2 separate regions of the Triticum aestivum genome follow, and region 2 is linked to region 1. Evidence: chromatin contacts called from public Hi-C data. All regions are on one chromosome and are shown on one strand. Each heading gives the region's core, a stretch centred on a gene start, on an enhancer-like site or on the middle of the called end of the contact. The rest is flanking DNA. Distances are from core to core; before and after follow the strand shown.

Region 1 (5,410 bases), core at 1,276-3,775:
ATTTTGAACCAGACATGTTCTTTTTTTTCGATAAAGGGTGGATTTTATTGGCTCAGAATGAGCATTAAGAGGATACAAACACAATGAGCACACACCCGGCCTCTGCATAGTTAGAATGTACACAGCCAACACCAACGCACACAAAAAAAAATCGTCAGCAAATAGCAAAGTCAAATAAGACCAAAGCTATGCATAGACGATAAAAAACCCCTAAAGCGAGCAGATCTGCAATCAGCAAGCTATAACATAGACCATATCCGCACCAACCAATTCAATAACAACACACGGACGATGAAGTTCTTCAACAGCAACGCCTTCAGGAAGGGAGCAACGCTCATGCATCACCATCACCGGATCCAACCACCAAAGGCAAGAATCTAGGTTTTCACCCTGAAGAATCAGTTCGAGCAAAACCGAGCAATGCCTTGAACAAGGTACATTGCCAGGTATAACCAACTCGGGTCAGACCTAGGCTTTCACCCCGGATCTCGAGACCTGAAGCTCGAGTAGCACGACCGTCAACATCACCCATGTGTTGTGACCACCACTTTTCCGCGATCCCAGCAACAAAATGCGATATGCACCAACGCTGATGCACCACCATCCCTCTGCGTCAAGCCGTCTTTTATAGTTTGCATCTCACCATTGAAGTAAACCATCGGAGCTGAAGGAAGGAGCCTTCACAATGACCTTTCGATGGCCACCGCAAGAGAGAGCCCTGCATAGGCCGTCAGCCTAGGGGCCGACATGGCCGGAACCAGAACGTGAAAAGCAGATCACCATCATCGAAGCCTTGCTGGCCAGACAGTGCCGTCACTTGAGGATCGCCATGGGGAATCTGCACCGCCATCAAGAAACCGTCCCGCAGCAGGCCTGCGGACCCGTCACGATCGATCCCAAGATCCGTCCATGGCGCTACCCACGCAGCATGTTCTGCATACTACTTTCAGCGCCTTTGAAAAGAGTAGTTATTTGAGTGACTATTCACAGGTGGTACCTCTTCCCTATGAGCTCTGGAGATGACTCTGCCTTGCAGCCCATTCGTTTGATCAGGGATGAACAGAGGACACTCTCTATTGGGTAGGTGTACATAGCAAAAATATTTCTCTTTATACAACACTTTTTTCCTCAAGGCGTTGCGGAATAAAACAAATGTCTCCTTTTCTTGGCAGAAGCAAACCAGATCCGAGCAATTCTGATTCTTCGTTGTCGTTCCCCTTGCCACAAGTAAGTTACTAAAATGATATGTGGCAAATTTTTAGTGTTACCCGTTTAATCATCAAAATTGCACTCATGGCTGCATTTTCCTTTGTCGATAAACTTCTTAACTTCCCTTTGATCTGTTGAACTTCCTTGCAGGTATCAGAGATCCATGCTACTATCACATGCAAGAATAAGGGTTTCTATTTGACCGATCTCGGAAGCGAGCATGGTACATGGTTTAACGAGTAAGTTCTGAGAGCAGCCTGATTCCACTCTCTTGCTCCAGAAGTCGAAACTTTACATGTTAACTCATTCTCTTCCGTGTGGAATCTCCAGCAACGAAGGCAGACGCTACCGGTTACCTCCGAACTTCCCAGTTCGTTTCCACCCTTCTGATGCCATTGAGTTTGGTTCAGATAAGAAGGTAGCCATATCCTGTTCTCCGTAGCTTACCTTGCTTCCTATCTGCCTGATGGTCCAGTCAATCATGATTCGTCGTGAAATGCCCACTTCTGATCAGTTTGTGCAAATTTGCAGGCCATGTTCCGGGTGAAAGTGCTCAGCACGCTTCCATACGACTCCGCGAGAGGTGGAGAAGTTCTGCAGGCAGCATGAGTGGGGACTTCAGCGACACCTTGTCACCAGCCACTGTACAGCATTCTTCAGTAAACAGCCGACACTGCATCATCGCCAAGGAAAGAAAAAGAATTGTAATTTTTGCACTCATCCAGATATCCCAGAACAGGATTTTGAATAGCTTCTGACAGAATTACTACGTTGCAGTTCTACGAAAAAGAACTGAGGGTGTACAATAGGGGTAGGCAATTTTAGCTGTTGCCACTGTAATACTGTACCCAGTACAGTACATTGTTGTGCCTATTAACACGTGTTCATACTGCAAGATAGAAAAACATGTTAATATTGCATAATCAAGCCGAAGGCAATCATAGCATGAACACCATGACGCAATGGACCAAGGAACCAGCATGAACACCATGATTCGTTCCAAGGCATATGCGCCAGTAGTCTGTAGTTCGATATTTTCTCTTCGTGGTAAGAGCGAGACTTAGACCCAGGAATCAACTTAGTAAGTACTTTCTCCGTTCCAAAATATAAGTCTTTATAAAGATTGTGCTATGGACTACATACAAAGCGAAATGAGTGTATCTATACTCTAAAATACATTTATATACATCCGTATGTGGTTCATAGTGAAATCTTTATAAAGACTTGTATTTAGAAACGGAGGGAGTAGAAATAAGTAATCATCAGCAGCTGAACCTTAGGATCATGACGGGGGATCCAAGACACGCGGTAGTGTGGTCTTGGCTGCCGCGGCCGTGGCTCGCCGTCGCGGCGCGGGACCTGGGGCGGAACCACTCGATCGTAGCCCCGCACAGACCGATTCTACAGCCGTTGGATCATCCTTGTTCGGTCCAGATGCACGCGCGGTAGGCATGTATACTCCACCGGTACGCCGAGTGAGGTTTGCCCTCGTAAGCCATGTCACCCCGGGCCGCCGGCGACCGCCGCGAGAGCGAGACCCTAGCCAAGGTCTCCCTATCGTCGGTCTCGGCCGCCGCGGCGGAGGTCTCAACCTTCCCCCTCGACGCCCTCAAGACGCGCCTCCAGCTCCGCCGCAGCACCGGTGGTGGTGGTGGTAGCGGCGGTGGCGTCTTACGCGTCGCGGGCGAGCTCGTCCGCGACGGGGGGTTCTACCGGGGCCTCTCCCCCGCCGTCCTCCGGCACCTCTTCTACACGCCGCTCCGCATCGTCGGCTACGAGCACCTCCGGTCCTCCCTTGCCAGCGGGGGCCGGGAGGTGGGCCTCCTCGAGAAAGCGATTGCTGGGGGAGCCTCCGGCGTCGCCGCGCAGGTAAACATGTCTCTGTGAATATCAGATCCGTCGAAGTGCTTTGCTCTTGTGCCTGCAAGGCGATGTGCAATTCGTCTTAGCTAATCAAGGAACTTCTGATCTGTGCTACGATGGAGAAATGTGATCTCCTGCACAAGATTGAGAACCTGTGATGCACTCACAGCGCGAGACTGAGGACTGTTTGGTAGTATTAGGCTTTTAAAACAGTATACTTATATACTGGGAGTGCGAGAATTAAGAGAATGTATATCTGAAACCAGCATTACTGTTGCCATGGGTCTGTTTAGATACCGTAAAAAGCTATTCATTTTAAACATTGCTAAGCATTGCCATTCTCTTACATTCGTATGAAGAAGTGTATTAGGGCTAAGAGATAGTATTACGGTATGGATTCTGTGCACCTGGACCTGGATGCATAGCCCAGTTGGTTGAAGTAATCAAAAAGTACGTTTGTATGTTTGAAACCAAAATGCATGCTACATCTTATGGGGAAAGTCAAGACTGTTTATCGCCATCACTATCATTAACTCATTATCGCCATCACTATCATTAACTCATTATCACCCCAGATCTTGAAGTATCACTCATCTTATGCAGCACATCTCGGCGTGAATGTGTTGTTGTATACTCGTATGGCACAATAACCACACCAAGCAGTGGCAGCAGTTGCTAGGAAGACAGTGTTATCTCCAGTTACCGTGGCATACTGTGTACATGATACCATCGATATGTGCTTGCATTCCACCGTATCCTCATGTGATGACTATATTTGCTAATACGACACATGAAGCCACAGTAGGGTCTATCTTGGCCGTGGCATCAACCTCAATCATGTCCGTTGCGTCTGCTGATAAGGCCTGAATGAACTATAAGATTGTTCCACATAACCTCCCCGTGATGGTTGGCAGTTCACTGCACCCCTCGCATGATATAAATGGTACTTGTATCCCTGGAGAAATATGTGATATATGTAAAAGGAAAGTGACAGCCAGTGATCAGCATGACATAGTTATCTGCTAGATGTAGAATCACTGTCTTTTAACAAATGTACGTAACTATTTTCTTGCCCAATATATTTCTATCTAATGCAATAGTTAATGTGCCTCCTACTCTGCAGTGCAGGTGGTGGCAAGTCCAGCTGATCTCATAAAGGTAAGGATGCAAGCAGACAGCAGATTGTTGACCCAAGGCATTCGACCTCGGTATACAGGAATCTTAGATGCCTTCACGAAAATCACTCGTGCAGAAGGTTTGTTAGGACTTTGGAAGGGGGTTGGTCCTAATGCCCAGCGAGCATTTCTTGTCAACATGGGCGAGTTGACCTGCTACGACCAGGCAAAGCATTTCATCATCCGCAAGCAGATCTGCGACGACAATCTGTATGCTCACACACTGGCCTCTGTTGCCTCTGGTCTGTCTGCAACTACATTGAGCTGCCCAGCGGATGTGATCAAAACCAGGATGATGAACCAGGGCCTGGAGGCGAAGGCTCTGTACAGGAATTCTTATGATTGTTTGGTCAAGACCGTCAAACATGAGGGCCTAACAGCATTGTGGAAGGGTTTCTTACCTACATGGGCCAGGCTTGGCCCATGGCAGTTTGTGTTCTGGGTTTCCTACGAAAAACTCCGACAGGCATCAGGTATTTCTTCGTTCTGATAGTGCTGTGCTGGCTGAGTTTTCATACAAGAGGCATACAGATCAAAGATACTGTTATTTCTGAACCTTTAGCCTGTGGCTACGTGTTACTGTGCCCATGTGCATTTACGTTTAATTTGGGCCTGAACTCTGTATATCTGATGGTGCAGCAGCCAGCGCATAGATTTGTCATCCCTTACATATCACATTTTCTCACGCTCTTCCTTTTGGGGAGGGAATTGCACAAACCACCACTTATTGGGGCTGGTGTTGCGCAAAACACCTACTATACGGGTTTGTTGCGGAAAACACCACATATTGGTGTAATACATTGCAGATAGGTCTAATCTAGTATTTGGATGCATTGGCATAATTGCAGACAAATGGGTCCCGCTTGTAAGTGCACGCGTGGCAATTAAAACCGGCCACATCAGCCTCTCCTTTTGGGTGCTATTTATGCACTCCCTGTTCAGACAAGAATTCGAAAGCTCGCCCTTTTCACCTTTTGTGTTCATGTGCGCACAAGCAGTCATCTTGCTCTGCAGAGCTGTTGCAGGTGCTTGGTATCTCTTGCACCACAATATGTGTATGTGCGCAGACCAGGTCGCTTCTGTCCAACTCTTTTGAGGAGCTCAGGTGGATCCGCGGAGTCATGTGCTTCTTTTTGGGAGCCAGGGCGACTCATGTGCGGAGT
Region 2 (5,410 bases), core at 824-3,323, 670 kb after region 1:
ATCCGTCAAACACCGTCCTTGCGAGGACTAAAACCCTAACTATCAACTAGCCAGAGCCGAAGCATTAGGAATCCTCCCCGCCTCCGGCCGCCAAAGCGGCAGGCGGAGGGGAGGTGAATCCACAGGCTCGCTGACGGAGATTGAGGGAAGGAAGGCTTTCCGTAGTCGTCGTGCCAGAGGGGAAAGAAACCATTGTTTAAGACCACACACTTAAAGTTATACATTTAATTATTTTGTATAAAGGGCTCAAGAAACTGATAAAAAATATTAATGTCGTCAACACTTTGTTAATAATGGGCCAAAATATATGTTCTAATCAAGTCCAAAATGGGAGATGAATTTTTGATCTTCAATGCTATTGGTTGCAAAGAAAACTATAAACCGACAAGGATGAGAGGAAAATGCACCCATCGAGATACCATCGTCGTGATATTATAGTTTTGCCGCAAGACCCGCTACCAGTAGCTCATCCATTTGTTTTGATCCGAATCACACTCTCGGTCAGCTCTTCTTATAGATAAGGAACTCCACTCCTTAAAAACTAATTCATCTAAGTGCTCATCCAAATGATATACTAAAAACAACATATGCTAACTTGAATGAACTTGGTTAAATAAAGTCATTCCATAGCATACTTTCTAAATATAGATGTATAAGCACAACATATACTAATGCCACATAATATCACTTATTAATCATAGAAAACCATCAACGACGCCCACGTGTATGCCAATGGGCTGGGTATCAAATTAATACTCAAGATACATACTAACTTTAGCATAATTGTTATCATATCCATATTTGTTTAATTACTAGGTTGTATACCATTTTATTTTGCAACAAAATACGTCTTTATTACTTTGCATAGAACTACAAATTGGCACATAAAATCCTATGTGATCTAGAACAATGCAACCTAATACTGCCCCCTCCCCCCCTAAAGGAAAACACTAGTGCCCTCATGTTGTGCCGACACATGACTTTCTTAAGCAAGAACTCACCGTTTGTAGAAACACGCCACTTAATCACAAACTATGTGGCGGTGGACTGAAGCATATGTTAACTTATCAAAGCCTCATAATCTACATGAACAACCATTGAGCGACCGGATCCTCGAAGACTATAGCAAAACCCTAAAAATTCCATTTCAAGAGACTTGACATGAATCGTCAAATAAATATCCATGACGCGAAGAGAAAATCATAGTATATGGCACGCAAGACCATGTTAGCAATGGTTAAACCATGCAAACCTTAATCCGTTGATGGTCATGTTGTGGTACAATGTACATACCATACACATCATTCTGGAATCAACGACTCACCCAAGGTGCCATAGTGATTGTTTGATTTTGATGGAAGCTATATTCATTTGTTGAGAATTTCTATGGTGAACCAAAATAATTAAATATAACTTCTTAATACTACCTCTATTCGATTTACAGGTCGGGCGCATGTTTTTAGATCTTTAATTTAAATAGCAAAATGTGTGTCATATGTTAGTACAAAAAGTATAGTAACTTGAGATTCATCACTGAATGAAGTTTCTAAACATATAGTGTTTGCGCATACAACATACTACACATATTTTGTTTTGTTATTCAAAATCGAAACCTAGAAAATCATGTCGAACTTTCAAAAATCGAACGAAGGAAGAACTTCAACCTTAAAAGCTTTGTCCAGCACCACCTCATTTCACAGCCTCAAAATAACACGGATATATTAATAACAAAATGCCGTATTTATTTCGTTCTTCATTTGCCAAATGCTGTCGCAAGACACTCGACCATACACTGATTTATGACAGCATAATAAATTCGCATCATATAAACCAGCAACAAGACTCCCGGAAAAGAAAAAGAAAAAGAAAAACACTTTCCAATCGCACTCCCTAACCACAGGGCCCACACTGGCAGCGCTATAACGGCAGCTACCAATGCGCTCCAAATCTGGGACCTCCCACCGGCCCTACACGTTAGCCTGCCTCCCCCATTCAATCAACGACCAGCATGATAACGAACTCCTAGATCCGACGGCCTGGATCCGCCGCCAGCCCGCTATATATCCAGTCACCTCACCCACGGGCACCCTCTCTTTCCGCCCTCCGCAACCTCACGAGACTCCCCCAACCCCAGGCGACCCTCCTCGGCGGCGGCGGCGCGGGCGGCGATGCAGATGGCGGCGACCACAACGGAGTCACAGGTGGCCGTGCCGCCTCACCACCCCCACGCGCACCCGCATCCGCACCCACCTCCGCATCACCCGCACCCGCACCACCACATGCCGCAGCCGCGGTGGGTCGTCCTCCCCTACCCGCCGCCGTCCATGGTGGCCGCACCGCCCCCGCCCCCGCCGCAGTTCGCCAAGCACTACGCGCCGGGGCCGCCGCCTCCCCCTGCCGCGGCCGGGCGACGCACGCCGACCCCACCCGCGGCCGGATCCGGCGGGAACGGCTGCGAGGAGAATAAGACGATCTGGGTCGGCGACCTCCAGTACTGGATGGACGAGAACTACCTCCACAACTGCTTCGGCCCCAGCGGCGAGGTTTGTGTTCTCTCCCGATCCGGACTTGTCCGTACTAGATCTCGCGAATACAGTAAGATTCGCCCCATTCCTTTGTCCTGATTCATGTGTTGTGCCATCAAATTGCCATGAAAGCGTATATTTTGTGCTTTGCTGTCGTTTGATGCGGATAAAAGGCGATGCTTCTATAATTAGCCGTGAAAAGTTGCTCAAGGCGCCAACTTTAAGGCCATTCAATACAGTACGGATGGAATGCTCTTCTTTGAATGGTTATTACTTCCATAGCTGCAAGCCATTTCTTCTTTCTGAATTGTAATAACAAACAAAATAGCATTATTCTTTGCGATGCTAGCTTCCAAAGGTGCCGACTTTGGGGATTTATACTAGTTTGGTTAGTACTCGTTTGGACGAAACGGTCTTGGCGCGTATAATTTAATGAACATTGTGAATGAGCTGAGCTAGTTATTGCATTTTGGTGATTACAGAATAAGTAAAATAACGGTTGGAGGGGTGAAAGGAAGCCATAATGAAAGCCTTGACCAATTACGGCTATCTTTTATTGGGAGGTTTGCTTACTGACGTGGACAGGAATTGGGAAAAGTGGCAAGTACTTTGTCTGGAAGATGGTTAACGAAGAAAGCAAGTTGTACGCGATCTTGTGTTTGTACAATTTGGCAGGAACTATCCTTTACACACATCAACCATGATAGGTTTATTAAAAGACATAATGAATGTTAACCACTCATGGGTTCATCTATTTTTTCCCCTTCAATCATTGCATATTTCTTCTCTTGCCCAGCTACTAGTTTACTCACCCTTTTCTCTACATCTGCTTCATAGGTGGTAACAATAAAAGTTATCCGCAATAGGCAAACTGGACAATCAGAGGGATATGGTTTTGTAGAGTTCTTTTCCCATGCATCAGCAGACAAAGCCCTTCAGAATTTTACTGGCCATGTGATGCCCAACACCGATCGAGCCTTTAAGTTGAACTGGGCATCCTATAGCATGGGTGAAAAGCGATCAGAAGTTGTCTCTGACCACTCAATTTTTGTTGGTGATTTAGCTGCTGATGTTACTGATGAAATGTTGATGGAGCTTTTTGCTAGCAAGTATCGCTCCGTGAAAGGAGCTAAAGTTATCATTGATGCAAACACAGGCCGTTCTAGGGGCTATGGGTTTGTTAGATTTGGAGATGATACCGACAAAGCTCATGCAATGACTGAAATGAACGGTGTTTATTGCTCTACTCGACCGATTCGCGTAGGACCTGCAACACCTAGAAGAACCTCTGGTATGTCCCTTCTTCGCGGTTGTTCTGCAGCCCTAAACTGTCCGGCCTTTTTGTTAGTTCGTGGATTGTCTTGTATTTTTTGTACAAGTGCTTGAACTTTCACTAAATATGACTCATTTTATGGCCACATTGTACCTACCATTACTATCACTATTTGTTTTGGAAAAATCTATTCATACCTTGTATGTCCCTGATGCTGTCGTAGTGTTCTCCTATTAGTTTTCTGGAACACATCCTGTTTTTAATGAAGAATGGTGCTTTCTTCTGTTATTGATCATTTATCTGTACTTGTTTTGCCTTTCTGGACTACGTACATGACCTGTAGAGATTTACAGATAGTATCAAACAAACAAATCCACTTCCACTGCGGTGCTAGTGTTCCTACTGCCTCTAGTGGCGCCAGTTCTACTGCTTCAATTCCTACAAGTCCTTATATTCATATATGGAGCATGTCATGTATTCTGCTTCTTTGTTAAGGGCAATATGGAATTGGTTATTTTCTCATACAAGATCCGTATATGTTTAATCCCTTGTTGCGCAACTTAATGACTATTAACTTCAGGTGATTCTGGTTCCTCAACACCTGGTCATTCAGATGGTGATTCAAATAACAGAACGGTGTGTATACTGGTGTTTCCATAGTGTTTGTTAACCTTGTGGCTTTTTAGTTTATAATCTGAAATTCTCAACCTGCTTTAGGTATATGTTGGTGGGCTCGACCCAAATGTTAGTGAAGACGAGCTGAGGAAATCATTTGCCAAATATGGTGATGTTGCCTCTGTCAAAATTCCTCTAGGGAAGCAGTGTGGCTTTGTTCAGTATGTCAACAGGCACGTTTCTGAAGCTCTTATGTGTTTTACTGGTTATTTCTATGTAACTTACAAGCTATACTTTTATTTGTGCCACTGTTTTTAGAACTGACGCAGAAGAAGCACTGCAAGGATTGAATGGGGCTGTCATTGGAAAGCAGGCAGTTCGCCTTTCATGGGGCCGCAGCCCATCACACAAACAGGTTGGCCATGTGCCTCTTAACTGTTTCCTTCTTTGATCGTTCCTTGCTATAGTATTAGTTTGCATTGAACCAATCATCTTGTTAAAAGTATAATGACCACTATGTTTGAAAACTCTTCAAGTTAAGTTTGGAAAATTTGGCAGTAACCTATGGATGACTATAAATTTGGATGTACTATAGCAAATTAGCCTTGCAAGATAATTTTCATATATGATATTATCTTTTCCTATATGATAATGATCTTTCCCATGAAAGGCTACTTTGTTGTGTCCATGTTTAATTGATTTATGACTAATACGAACTAGCACTGACTTGATGTGGGAATTGAAACGTTCCTGCTATAATGGATCTGTTCCTTCTCGTCCCGCATGCTAGCAATTATTCCAACACAATTATTTTGTATAGTTGCAGCCTTATGCTTGGTAGTTGTTTCTAGTTGAATGCTAAATAAACTTTGAACATGCAGACTGGTTTAATCCTTGTTTAGTTCAGCTCAGTTCATTTTGCAAACCTAGTTTTGGTACAACTAAGCAACCAAGCTTCCTATCCTCTCATTCAGCCTGTGATCTGTTCTACATACCT

Evidence for each region. Hi-C and Micro-C count contacts between places; a contact is called where the count stands out from the background.
Region 2: a Hi-C map of leaf shows a contact between it and region 1, with 5 times the contacts expected there. The contact joins the promoter of LOC123053450 here to the promoter of LOC123053447 in region 1. A contact is called at or near these places in 2 of 5 Hi-C or Micro-C datasets (both in leaf).

The regions. Positions count from the first base shown.
Region 1 is chr2D:406,614,287-406,619,696 of IWGSC CS RefSeq v2.1, forward strand. LOC123053447 (mitochondrial uncoupling protein 3) reads left to right here and starts at 2,526. Exons shown (of 2, transcript XM_044476928.1): 1 at 2,526-3,078; 2 at 4,201-4,915. The coding sequence starts at 2,707. The coding sequence ends at 4,737. LOC123053443 (zeaxanthin epoxidase, chloroplastic) reads left to right here. Exons shown (of 16, transcript XM_044476924.1): 12 at 991-1,080; 13 at 1,173-1,227; 14 at 1,360-1,448; 15 at 1,540-1,627; 16 at 1,741-2,129. The coding sequence ends at 1,818.
Region 2 is chr2D:407,280,945-407,286,354 of IWGSC CS RefSeq v2.1, forward strand. It overlaps LOC123053450 (polyadenylate-binding protein RBP47), which reads left to right and starts at 2,074. Exons shown (of 6, transcript XM_044476933.1): 1 at 2,074-2,543; 2 at 3,363-3,816; 3 at 4,412-4,434; 4 at 4,516-4,646; 5 at 4,732-4,828. The coding sequence starts at 2,169.